Linked DNA regions of Zea mays: all the other regions are linked to region 4. The links are chromatin contacts, called in public Hi-C maps. All regions are on one chromosome and are shown on one strand. Each heading gives the region's core, a stretch centred on a gene start, on an enhancer-like site or on the middle of the called end of the contact. The rest is flanking DNA. Distances are from core to core; before and after follow the strand shown. Region 1 holds the start of LOC100276169. Region 2 holds the start of LOC100273976. Region 3 holds the start of LOC100280027 (ELMO/CED-12 family protein). Region 4 holds the start of LOC100279868.

The links. Hi-C and Micro-C count contacts between places; a contact is called where the count stands out from the background.
Region 1: a Hi-C map of leaf shows a contact between it and region 4, with 3 times the contacts expected there. The contact joins the promoter of LOC100276169 here to the promoter of LOC100279868 in region 4. A contact is called at or near these places in 3 of 25 Hi-C or Micro-C datasets (ear and leaf).
Region 2: a contact with region 4 is called in a Hi-C map of leaf, with 5 times the contacts expected there. The contact joins the promoter of LOC100273976 here to the promoter of LOC100279868 in region 4. A contact is called at or near these places in 2 of 25 Hi-C or Micro-C datasets (ear and leaf).
Region 3: a contact with region 4 is called in a Hi-C map of leaf, with 2.0 times the contacts expected there. The contact joins the promoter of LOC100280027 here to the promoter of LOC100279868 in region 4. A contact is called at or near these places in 5 of 25 Hi-C or Micro-C datasets (bundle sheath, ear, leaf and 1 more).

Annotation. Positions count from the first base shown.
Region 1 is chr2:23,090,274-23,093,249 of Zm-B73-REFERENCE-NAM-5.0, reverse strand. LOC100276169 reads left to right here and starts at 1,410. Exons shown (of 1, transcript NM_001279363.1): 1 at 1,410-2,758. The coding sequence starts at 1,669. The coding sequence ends at 2,298.
Region 2 is chr2:23,471,505-23,474,531 of Zm-B73-REFERENCE-NAM-5.0, reverse strand. LOC100273976 reads right to left here and starts at 1,271. Exons shown (of 10, transcript NM_001148362.1): 1 at 1,113-1,271; 2 at 1-58. The coding sequence starts at 1,166.
Region 3 is chr2:22,978,716-22,981,825 of Zm-B73-REFERENCE-NAM-5.0, reverse strand. LOC100280027 (ELMO/CED-12 family protein) reads left to right here and starts at 1,445. Exons shown (of 9, transcript NM_001152971.1): 1 at 1,445-1,801; 2 at 1,912-2,024; 3 at 3,089-3,110. The coding sequence starts at 1,717. It overlaps LOC111590822, which reads right to left and starts at 206. Exons shown (of 2, transcript XM_023301603.1): 1 at 1-206. The coding sequence starts at 30.
Region 4 is chr2:23,229,295-23,232,414 of Zm-B73-REFERENCE-NAM-5.0, reverse strand. It overlaps LOC100279868, which reads right to left and starts at 1,784. Exons shown (of 3, transcript NM_001357861.1): 1 at 1,090-1,784; 2 at 1-201. The coding sequence starts at 1,475.

The DNA.
Region 1 (2,976 bases), core at 161-2,660, 140 kb after region 4:
TTCTTGCTCGTTGCCTTGTTGCTACTTGCTATATCAAATGGCATGTGCATTTTATTCTATTTTAGACCCTAAATCGCTAAATACGGAAATTAAAATAGCGTTTTAGTTTCGTATTTGACAATTTAGGTATTAAAATGAAATAAAATATAAGAACTAAACATTACTTTAAAAAACAAACACCCCTTATTTGTCGACGACGAATCACGACTAGTCGACTGATCGGTGGCAATTAGACTTGAAAACATTGGTCAAACATATACTAGAGTCTTACTATAGGTAAAAATTGATGATGGTCAATATTTGACGTGATGGTTGATACGACCTAGCACTGGAATCCGGTTTAAATTGAACATGAATTGCATTTTCTTTCCCCAAAATTTGGACTGACAAGTTAAAAAAACTAGAAAAAAAGACGACAGTCTGATAGATCGGTGCGTGCAAATAAGGGGGGGGGGGGGGGGGGGGGGGGCATAAGTCAGGCTCAAGAGTCAAGTCGAAGCCCAAACGAAAAGAAAAAAAAGCCTGATGTCAGGCTCAATTCAGGGCCGAAATGGCCAAAATAAGGTAATGGTTTTCGGGTCAAACCTGACATGGTACTTGAACAGGTCTAGTGGCATTAACTGATTTAGGGAAATTCACTGTACCTCAAATTCTAAGCATATAAATTTGGCATGAAGAAAACTTCAGTTTTGTGTAATCTGGTTCGGAAACGCACTAAATTTTAGATGTGTAGATCTCAGAATCCTAACCGTTTCTTTAGGCGTTTTCAGGTACTCGATTTTCCAAATGGAAAGAAGAAGAAAAAGTCAGGTCATACCAAAAAAAAAACATTCGAATTATCATCATCACACAAGTCCCATGAAACACTCGTGATGAGGCATAGACCCTCAGCGTACCAAACAAACAATCATCGCAACCTCATTTTTTTTCTGTAGTTTATAAATCCAGCGCCGAGTGGGACGTCAGGAGTGTAATTATTATCTCAACCGTCTCCCCCCGATGGAATTTTTTGTTGTTGTGGTAGGTATCCTGTCAATCGCCCCCGTGATTCGTGCGGCCACTGTGTTAGTTTAGGCAGCGAATTGATTGGGCTATGTTTAATCGACAGTCATGCCGAGATGATGTTGTTTATCATGGAAGCACACCGTAAACTAAAACCGCCAACTGCCCGGCCAATGACGTATTACCCACAGCACCGAGCATGATCGCTTCTCTGTTTTTACTGATCGGTCGGCGTCAATCTTTCGCTGCTGCCGTCGCCAGCAATGTCGTGTTCCTCCGGTCCCTGCGCTTCCAATTTCCCTGGGAAGCGGCTGGCTCGCCCGGATGGAATGATTCCAGATTTCAGGTCCATATCCTCGAAAAGCTGGATATCGGCCGCAGCAAACACCACCACAAACCCCCCGGCGCGCACAGGAGCGCTCGACACGGGGTCGCCAGCGCCGGGCGACCCCTCTCGTCGCCATCACGCCCCAATAATTCACTGCCCACGCCCGCCATCGCCACCACTGGCGTCCGCACCGCAGCCCGCCAATAATAACGCTCCCAAAGCAGAGGCCGAAACCCGCGACGCGCAGCGCAGGGCCAGTGGCGACCTCCAGCTCCAGCTCCAGCTCCACACGCGGGCGCCACCAAGGAGCTGAGCCGAGCCCGGCACTGTCGGCGGCCATGTCCGCGCCGCGTCGCCGCATGGCCACTGCCTCCCCGTCGCTCCGCTTCCTCGGCCTGCTCAAGCAACCCGACGACGCCAGCTCCCAGTCCCACGGCGTCCAGGAGCTGGAGCTCGACGAGCGCGACGTCGTCTGGTCCTCCGGCAGCGCGACCTCCTCGTCCTCGACCTCCGCGGCCTCCTCGCCGTCCCCGACCGCGTCCCCGACCGCCAGCCTCGGGAGGCCGATTTCCGCCTCGTCCCGCCACTTCCCCGCCGGCAGCATGGGGCTGTCCGCGCTCCTCGCCGACGCCGACGACCACCACGCGCCCACCGCGCCCGTCCCGGCCGCCGCGCGCCCGGAGAAGCAGCACGCCCCGCGCCCGTGCCACCAGTCGGCCCCCGTCGCCGTGCCGGCCTGGCCCAAGGCGATGACGGCCGCGGACAGGCGCCGCCGCGAAGCGGAGCTGCAGGCCGCGGACGACGAGGACGACGACGGCGAGCCCGTGGTGCCGCCGCACGAGATGGCCGCGCGGCGCGCTGCGGCGGCGGCGTCGGTCATGGAAGGCGCCGGACGCACACTCAAGGGACGCGACCTCCGGCGCGTGCGCAACGCCGTGTGGCGCACCACCGGCTTCCTCGACCTGTGAAAAAGGACGTTCCTTGCCTTTGGAGGTTTCGTTTCGTTCGTTCGCTGGCCACGTCACTCCACTCCACTCCACTTGAGCTGCCTGCCTCGGATCGGACGGACCTTGGCCGCTGGGCAGCTTCTTCTTGCGTAGCGTAGTGCTGTGCCAGCTGCTAGGCACTGAAAAAAGGTGGGAGTTTCCTTACTAGGTTTGGAGTACTACTAGGGGCGTTATATATTGAGCTAAATTTGCTGGGGAAGTAGCCGCAGGTGCTTCGGTATTTTCATGTAAGAGAACTGCTGTGATCAGTCTGCAACTAGTATGTTTTAAGATGTCTGCAACTCTTTGGCAAAGAATTTTCTCTGGAGATGATGCAGCATGCCACTGCTAAACCTGTGGTCTAGTGTGCAGCAGAACAGATGTGATGTGTTCATAGCTTTTGTATTCCACTGTGGCTAATAGAGTGCCTTTTTTAAACTCTACTACTGTACTAAGTATACTAGCAAGGTCGTCGGTGCAATTGCAAATAGCGCGCGGTATTTAGAGTTTTATCACTTCATAATGTTTTCTTGTAAATAGTTTTGTTAGTTGGTTTATTTGTTTATATATTTTTTCTATCACCGTTTGTCTCCACATACCATCGACATAAACTTTATGTCCTACTTTACGGTCTCTCTTCTTCTTTTTTCTCCCCACTTC
Region 2 (3,027 bases), core at 22-2,521, 240 kb before region 4:
CTGACTCATCTGTAAACGCATTATCAGAATTCCCGTAGCCAAACTGCTTGAACACACCCTGCAGTGGTGTCGTTAAATATAAAGTTATATTACTTGTAACGAGTTAAAAAAAGGTAAGACTCTTGGATATACTTAAATGGGTAAATTCATATGCTAATTTGGTGCAACCAAATCAGTAAGATAAAGAATGAAGCAAATGTTACATGTGGCATAAATAGGTGATCACTAAGAGTATGGTGAACCATAGTAACATGGAAAAAATAAGCAAACAGCTTCAAGGCATGAATCTCTATTTTAAGCGTTATATATGTAATTCAAGGCAGACACGCGAATGTACAGCAAATTCTGCAAAATGCAAAAAAAAAGGCATTGCAGTTCAGTGTCACATTCAGATATCCAGCTGAGAATCCCAAAATCAGCTTACCCAGCTGATCTTATATCATACTAAAGCCTAAATCTACATGCCCAAATATAACATGATGGACATCTGATTGTTCCCAATTACTGTTCATGTTGGATTTTTTAACCGGCCTGTATATGCTTTTGTAACGTCCTATTAGGTTTAACTTGGGCGTTCCCAAGACAATGCAACTCCCTGATTCGATCTACCATTTCGAGTTTGTTAACGGCAAATGCAAAGGAACAGCTGAACAGAAAAGTGCAGCTGATCAAGTTGAGGCTGCTTTTTATTTCGACAACGATGCACATGGATTGGCAGGTAAAGTTCAAGGTCCTTTTTATTTCGACAAGGAATGAAGGAAATCATGAACGACACTTCCAACAAAGAGAAATATAAGTCAGCCAGCCAATTCGATCACAGCCTCGTGTCTCTCGAAACTGCAACTCGGCGCCCGCTTCTCAGGACCAACATAAGTTAAATAACTTGAAAAAAAATATGAAGCGGCTATAGCTAGATCCTACGCAGGCAATTTGGCATCAGAAATCAGAAACCGGGAAAAAACATCAAGCGTGCTAGCATAAACTCCCCCTCCAGGTCCAGGCGACACAGCTCATCAGAGATTCAGAGCCCACGGCAATCCCTGTCCACGCTTACGCTTACGGGTGCTTAGATGGATCGCGATTTGCGAGAGGCGGATAAGCGCGCGACTGACCTGCCGAGAGACCTGGTCCTTGAGCCTGGAGGCCTGCTTCCACAGCGCCTCCATGGCGGTAATAGGGCGCGGCGGGCAGGCGGCGAGATCGGGACGAGACGGCGAACCGGTCCTGCGGAGGGGACGAGCCGACGACGACCTAGGTCGGTTCGTTCGGTTGGATTGCTTCGTTCGTCTGACTCCCCCAGAGGCGCTTTCGCGGTGGTTAGCTTCCCGCACGGCCCTTTCACACCCAGCCACCCAGCCACCAGACCCCTGTGATGAAACCGCGTTCTCGCTCGCTCGGTCGCCCCATCGGCCCGGGACAAAAAGCAGCGCATTCTAAGAGCATCTCCAAGAGAGGCTCTAAACATGGTCCTATTTTAAGGGCCTGTTTGTTTACCCCAATGTATTATATAATCTGGATTATTTTTGGAGGATTATATAATCTGAATTATATAATTTGGATTATATAATCTGAGTAGTCCTGTTTGTTTATCCAGATTATCTGGCGTGTTTCTGTTGGGCGGCGGGCTTCTCCGATCCGATAGGCGCAAAAACGATTCGGTAGATTATAATGGCAATGGTAGGTAATTTCTAGAAAACTTGAAAGGGTAGTGGGGAAGTGGGAAAAAAATAATCTGAAATAAGCACCTCCTCACTTGCTTATGGATTATTATAATCCAAGGGGTTAGATTATATAATCTGGGCAAATAAGCTAGACTGTTTGTTTGCCTTTTAGGATTATTTAATCCAGATTATATAATCTGGGGGTAAACAAACAGGCCCTAAATATAGGGCTCAAAACCATAAAACATCCTTCCAACAGCGGCCCTATTTTATAAAATTTCATCAAATGGTTATAGGGCCCGGTCTCTCGGGTCCTAAATATAGTACCCATATAGTGGAGCCCTATCCTCATTTCCACTTAATCTCCAACCATTTATTTCCTAATATTATGATTTATTTCCTAAATAGCATTATTTAAGGCATGACTATTGGAGTAAACATTTCTTTTGAGACCCTAAACATTCTAAATATGGTCCTTTTTCAAATTTTAGGACTCTATTTTAGGGTTTGTTGTTGGAGATGCTCTAACAAGTGGTTTGTCCGTGCTAACAGGCTGCAGGAGCAGGACTCGAGGAGGGTGGGCAGCGGTGCGGCCGGGGCCGACGGACGAGTTGTGTACTTGTGTTATGTGTCGTTGAGATATCTACAGTTCTACACTTCTCACTTCTAGAGTGTGTTTGGTTTTACGACGGGGTGGATTCAGGACGGAAGTTTAGGAGGGGGTAAAGTTTAACGTGTGGCAAAGACATAGCAATATAATAAAGCTATGTTTGCAACCCTTTAAAGTTTAGTTAGCTACTAAATTAACTATAGAGATTCCAAACATCCTAGCTAATATCCGGTTAATTATTAGCTAACTTATAAATAGCAATTAGTTCGTTAACTAACTCAACTAATAAATTAATATCTAGCTAACTATTATCTATAGGAGTTTCAAACATCCTTTTTAACCAATTAGACAACTTCGGAGTCAATTAATCAAGTGGGTAAGGGGACGAGGATCCTTTTCAGCAGTTGATGGAACTTTCCTTGTATGACACAAACAATCTGATTCACTGTTGGATGAAAATGAGTCACTCAAATGCGGATCCGGTGTTGGACGAGGACACCGAGAGTGACACCTCATTACCATCAAGCATCGTGGCTCAAGGCACTTCAAGAGAAAAAAATATTGAATGGACTCCGAAGAACGTGGGAGACACTCACATGGGTAAGCGAAAGGTGCAGTTCGTGTTACCAAAAGTGAGAAAATAGGACAAAAAATGGTGGCAAGCGATGATAAGACCGAAAGTGGTGATAAAATGCCACTATATCAAGAGTCTGCCGATAGCAGTTCAGCGACATCTTCTGCTGATGGTGGGGTGGG
Region 3 (3,110 bases), core at 196-2,695, 250 kb after region 4:
GTCGCTGGCGCCGTCAAGCATGAGCGTCATTGCCGTCTCATGTGTGCCGAGCGCGAGAAAGGATGCGGGCGAAGATGAGCATCGTCGTTGCGAGGAAGATGATGGGTGATGCAGAAACCTACTACGCGCCTACGCCTGTGGAAGAGGTGTGAGGGAAAGTCGCTGGCGCCGTCGAGTGTAGGCGTCACCGTCGTCGCCTGCGTGTCGAGGGCAAGTAAGGAAGGGAGCGGAAGATAAGCGTCGGCTCCGTGCCTTCGCTGTAAATAAAAGCGACAAGACGAAATTTCTAGATGCTTGACACATTGATCTTACCTTGGAAGATTCGAACACGAAAGGCAACAGTGAAGAGGACAATCCAGGCTCATTGTGGTCCTTACCGTTTTCCACCGCGCTCTTATCTCACCGTGTATCCGAAATCTGACGGCTGGTAGAAATAGAGCATACGTGGACAGCCTATCATAGCAGGTTTGCGTCAAGCTCTATTATATAGAAATTTGAACATCCTTTCTTTGAAAGTTCGGTTTTCTTGGGGAGGAGGACCGGAGGAGATGGTCGACATGCAGGATTGCAGGATGTCACCGTGCTTTGGTTACCTGGTGCTGGTGGCGTCACTGCCTATGTTGACATCAATGAAGACGGCACACTCTGTATCGGAGTTGGGTGGTACTGGGACGAAGACGAAGGGATCAACCTGGTGATGGAGAGAGACTATGGAACAGATGGGAGGCTCAGGGAGGTTCGTTCGAAAACTGAAGTAGAGCGCCGGTGGTATCAATCAGTTACATAATAACCCAAACATTCTTTTATTTTCTATTTTTCTGCTTTGATAACCTTTGTTTCGAAATAGCAGTGTAGGATCAACATCTGATACACAAAACCTGCCCGTTTGACAGCATTGATGTTAAGCTGTAATTTTTTGTTGCTTCTGTGGAATGTGGATGTTCTGGTTTCATCAATAAGAAAAATAAGCTTTCAATTGCCGTTGTCCTATGCGTCATATTTTATGCTACACAGCTACAGCCACAGAATGACTCGTTCAGAACGTTATATTTTGGCCACTTGCTGTGGAGTATGCTGACAGTTTTTGAGAAACCCACGCTGCATGCCTGCGTCTGATCTAGATCTTCGCCCATTAGGTGACAAGATTGATGACCTTGATCTGTCTTTGACATCTTTTATTCGTCTTTGATAAACTGATTTATCTCTGAACGTCAATATTCTTGAGTGAAATTCAGATCTGGCTCATCTTTTGGGGTCGAAAATTCCACCTGGATACTCCGAGCTTCAGCAGCCACCTTGCTTGAAGTCTCTGGGAGACCGGCACTGACTGAGGTCGTGGGAACGTTTGCTTTCTACGCCAAACGTCTGGCCCAGGCTGAAGCAAGGAAACCGCAATAATTCGCGCCACCATCGGGACGGCCGGACGGGAGCCACGCCAAACTAAGAAACGCCAAGTTGCCAGCCAAACGAACCAGCTAAAACAAGGGGGGGCAGCACCGCGGCGCGGCGCGGCGTGGGGACAGAGCCCTCGTGATCGATCCGTCCGTGGGATCTCGCGCACGCCAGGATTGGAGAGCCGCGGCCTCCCCCCGCCCCAACCAGCCATGGGTTCCCGCGCGGATCGCGGCTCTTAGACGCGGAGGAGGAGAGAGACAGGGGGAGGGGAAGGCCGAGGCCTAGGAGGCGTGGTGCAGCGCGCGAGCGCGTTCGTTCGGCATGGAACAGAACGACGGCTCGTTCCTCGCCGTGCGACGCCTCTCCGGCGGCGCCATCCACCACCATCGCCACCACTCTTCGCCGGGTACGCGCGTGGCGCTGGCGCCGTCGTTTGGTTGCGCTGTTTGCCTTCGTGCAGACTGCAGAGGCTCACGGTTGTGGTTTTCTCCCCCTTCCGTTTTCCTGCGCCCGCAGCTGAGGTCGTGGGCGTGTCCACGGCGTGGATCGGGAAGGGGCTTACGTCGTGCGTGTGCGCGCAGGGGACGGAGAGCGACGGGCGCCTCTCCTTCGATTTGAGTCCCATTCAGGTAAAAGCTCGTTCTCATTCCGTTATTTTATTATTGCTTACTAGATAAATGCCAGGTAAAACTAGTACCATGAATCCATAAAGCGTAAAGTATGAACATGTTTTTGTAGTTTGCGCTGCTGAAACGGTTTTTACTGTTTGAGCTGAAGCTATTTTCTAGAAAATGTTGGTAAATTAGATTCTCCTAGCTATTTTCTAGGGAAGTAAGTTGTCGAGCCTCCCGCCTGTGAACGAGCAAAACGAATCGATGCTAGCGCGGGCACGCCGCACGCGTGTGAGGGAGCGGGGCGTGGGGCAGGCCCACGTGTCGGCGCAGCATAACGGGGTGCGCGGCTAAGAAGGCGGGAGGACGATCGCGGGCGCGCGCACGAAACAGAAACAGGTTGGACGAAAGCCATCCGTAGATATCTCTCTTCGACACAGGGCGTTGTTAACATCTCTGTTTTTTCCCTGCGACATGGGATCATTATGAATGATGAATCCTCCCCTGAAAGTTTGAATATGAACTGGCAATATTGTTATGGGAACATAAAGGGGTTATTTGAGTCCGATAGGAGCGACTGTGGAAGCCGTACTGTCTTTAGCACAATGTATGGTTGGTATTATGATTCGCTCAGAAGGAGGAAAACTGTCATGTAACTGCAATTGCTTCTTCGACAGGTATGGTCTTTTGTGAATTGTGATTGCTTGGTGTGTTCTCCAATGCATAGGGCGATGAAAAATTCTTGCTCTCGTTTTGTTTCATAACGTAGTAGTTTATAATTTTATATGTCGACGTTGGGGCTAGAGACGGGTTAGAGACATTTCCTGTCTTCCTTGTGAATTGATTTCTGAGAAAAGAAATTGAAATATTAAGTTTTATAAAGAGCAATGAGGATGCAAATGTATAGAGAAAGTTTTCATTCCTCGTCCTTATTTTGCGATAATGGAAACATGAAGTAGTGTCATGTCATGCCATGCCATTATAGCATTGATTGCTTTGACACAGCATATCTTTCTGTGATTAACATTGTTTGCCATTGCCTCCATTATGTATTAAAATACACAGGTTATTCTCTGTTGCAGGAAGAGTGCTTGCATAGGTTGC
Region 4 (3,120 bases), core at 535-3,034:
GTGCTGGCTGCCGGCAAGTGCTGTGGTGGCGGCTGCGGCGCGGCTGCGTGCAACGCCTCCAGCTCCTCGAAGAAGCGGTAGCTCTTGCCGTCCTGCCTGCCGGCGCGGCCTTCCTTTGTGCGCTTGTAGTACTTGTGCACGTTCTCAAACTTCTCCTTGCACTTCTTGGCGCTCCTCTTGTAGCCCAGGTCGGCAAGCTTCCTGAAAGCCACAGCAGTGACAAAGACGCGTACACAAAGGTTCCGGTCAGCCATTACTTACGTGCAAAGAATCAAGTGATCGGCGAGGAAGAAGAATTAAATGATGGGCAGTGGCAGCGTTTACTGGAGGAAGCATCTAATGTAGTGGCATAACACATCAAGGCCTCTGGAGGAAAGAGACAAGAAGATGGGAAGAATTGGAATTTTGGAAGGACAGGCGAGAGCGAGGAGAGAAGAGTGCGAGCCGAAGGAGGTGGAGGTACTGCAGCAGAATGGAATTATAGTTAATCACAAACCATCTCGTATTTTTAGGGATCAGAGGGGATGTGAAGCTGATGATGCACTGGTGAGTCATGAAAGCAAGGAGGCCGCATTGGGATGGGAGAGGAAGGCTGCCTTCCTTCTTTTCCCAAAAACTGGAGCCATGAAAGCAGGAGACAGTGGCAGCCTGCAGCCTGCAGCGACGGCAGCAGCTGCCTGCACTCCCGCACTCACCACCGTGGTACGATCCCCAGGCGCGCAGGCGCCCAGATTCCTTCACCGGTTCACCCTACTGGCTACTGCACCTAGGAGTACTGCCTTCCAGCTCTCTCTCTCTCTCTCTCTGTCTCTCCCCTGCCGTCTCGCTGAAATCGAGACGCATTTGATTAGACTGGGACGGAAACGGGAAAACAAAACGAAATTCGAGGGGAATTGGGCGCAGCGAGCGACGCAGGATAATTATCCATCATTTCATGTGGGCGCGGCTGCTAAATTCCACGAAACCGTTAGCCGCTTTCCGCAGGGAAAAAAAATCATGCCGGAGACAGGCTTCTTGAACCAGACTGCAAATGCGTCTGGACGAGGACGACGACGAGTTCCCCTGTCTCTCTCTCTCTCGCTCCTTTACCTGGAGACGTCCTCCCATAGGGGGCCTTTGAGCGTCGCGTCGCGGAAGGTTGCGTCCATCTCCGACCGGATCCTGATGAGCGCCTGCGTCTCCTCCCGCGGCCACCGGTTGCTGGACGCGCCCGACGACCCGCCGCCGCCGCCGCCACTACCCATCGTCTCGTCGTCGAAGCCACTGGCAGCGGCGGCCCCAGGCACCATGGGCGCCAATTCTTCGTAGCTGGTCCTCGGTTGCTGCTGCGGCTGCGCCGACGGAGGCCTGCTGCTCAGCGGCATGGGACCGGTAGCAGCCGGCGTCGGCGAGAAGGGGCCCATGTCCGGCGGCGGGGCCCCGAACTGTGAGCCTCCGCCACCGCCGCCGCCGCCACCCTGGTGCTGCTGCTGCATGGCGGGTGCGCGCACCCCGGCCCGCCGCGGCGGTCCTCGGAAGGAAGGCAGAGGCAGGGAGGGATTAGTATAGCCGCCCTGCTGGGTAGCTGCGTGCGTACTTGTAGAAGTGACTGCCGGGACGACGGGATGGCTAACTCAGTAGAAGTAGCAATTGGGGAGGTGTTACTCCTACCTAGCTTGCTTTGCTAGTACTGGTACTGAATTGTAGGCATGCGCAGCTCAAGCGGCCGGCCATGCCAGCCTAGCTCCCTCCCCTCCTCTCTCTCCCACACACCGAGCGAGAGTGGTGCGGGTGGCGAGCGAGAGAGAGAGAGAGGGATGGTGGAATTGGAGGGAGAGGATGAAATTGGAAAAGAGGGGCTGGTACAAGTAGGGAAGGACGGGACGGGCGCCCGGCCGGAGGGCAAGCGCGCGGTGGGAGAAGGGCGAGGGTGGGGGGGAGAGAGAGAAGGAGAAGGGGTGGTGAAAAAGATGGGAGCGTGGACAACTGGAAAGGGTCCAAAGGGAAGAGGGAGAAAGAAAGAAGCAAGCAAAGAGGCCAGCGGCGCCGAGTGTGTGTGGGCGGTGGGCCTGTGCCTGTGGGGAGGGACGGGAGAGGAGAGGACGCCATGGCTGGCTGGCGGCCGATGGAGAGAGAGGGCAGGGCAGGGCAGGGCGCCTACAAAAGGAAGGGCTGGTGGCGCATGTACTGTCGTGTCGTACGCATGTGTATCTCCATCTATCTACCCTTCCTTCCCCCAGCACGAAACGCAACGCCGCGCGCGGCGCGAGAGCAATGACCTCTGCAGACTCGATGGATCCACGTCTCTATCTAATCCTTTCCCTGCGTACGTGTACGTATCGTATGCAGTGCTGGCCGGAACAACCAACCGATCAATGGTACGTATAGTGATCAGCGACCGTCGGGTACGCACAGCCTGTAACGGGGCCGGGGGTCGGGGGGCGGTGCCGTTTTATAGCGTGGGCCCCGTCCGCACGCCCATGGTGTGGTGCTGTGCATGGACACATGACGACGGAATTGATGAGCCGGGGCATGCGGACAAAACAGGGAGGGTGTGGGCTGCGCGGTAGCTAGCTAGAGAAGTAGAGAGTGAGTGAAACGGAACGGCCTGCGCCGACCGCGGCGGACACGTACGTACGTACCCTCCCTCCCGTGCCCAGTGCCCTGGTGGGGAGGGCGCGCGCGGACAACTAGGGCCACGCTGACATCGCCCTCGTCCCCGTTGGAGCACAGCGCATGCACGCGCCCGGGGCCCCCCTCACGCCCTCACGCCATTCACGCGCTGTATGCATGGGGCTTGTTTGGTTGAAGGCCTCCGCAGGCATATGGGCAGAAAATCTCAGCCATCATGCACTCATGAAGGCTTGTTTGTTGGTTGACATCCAGGCCATCGGTTTTGAGTGCCTCGCGGTGGGATCTATCTGCCTGACCGGCACTAGACCAGGGTTCCAACCAAACATGCCCTTCAGAGTCGATGCCTCGATGGCCTTGGACGATGCTTGGCTCAGGCAACTCTTTGCCACGCTCGCAACCAAACAAGCCGGGGTCCCCCGGCCCGCACGCCGTGACGTGCACATCCCACGTCCGTTCTGCATGCCCATGGCCATCTGTACCATCGGGCCGGGCTCCTCTATGGCTCTA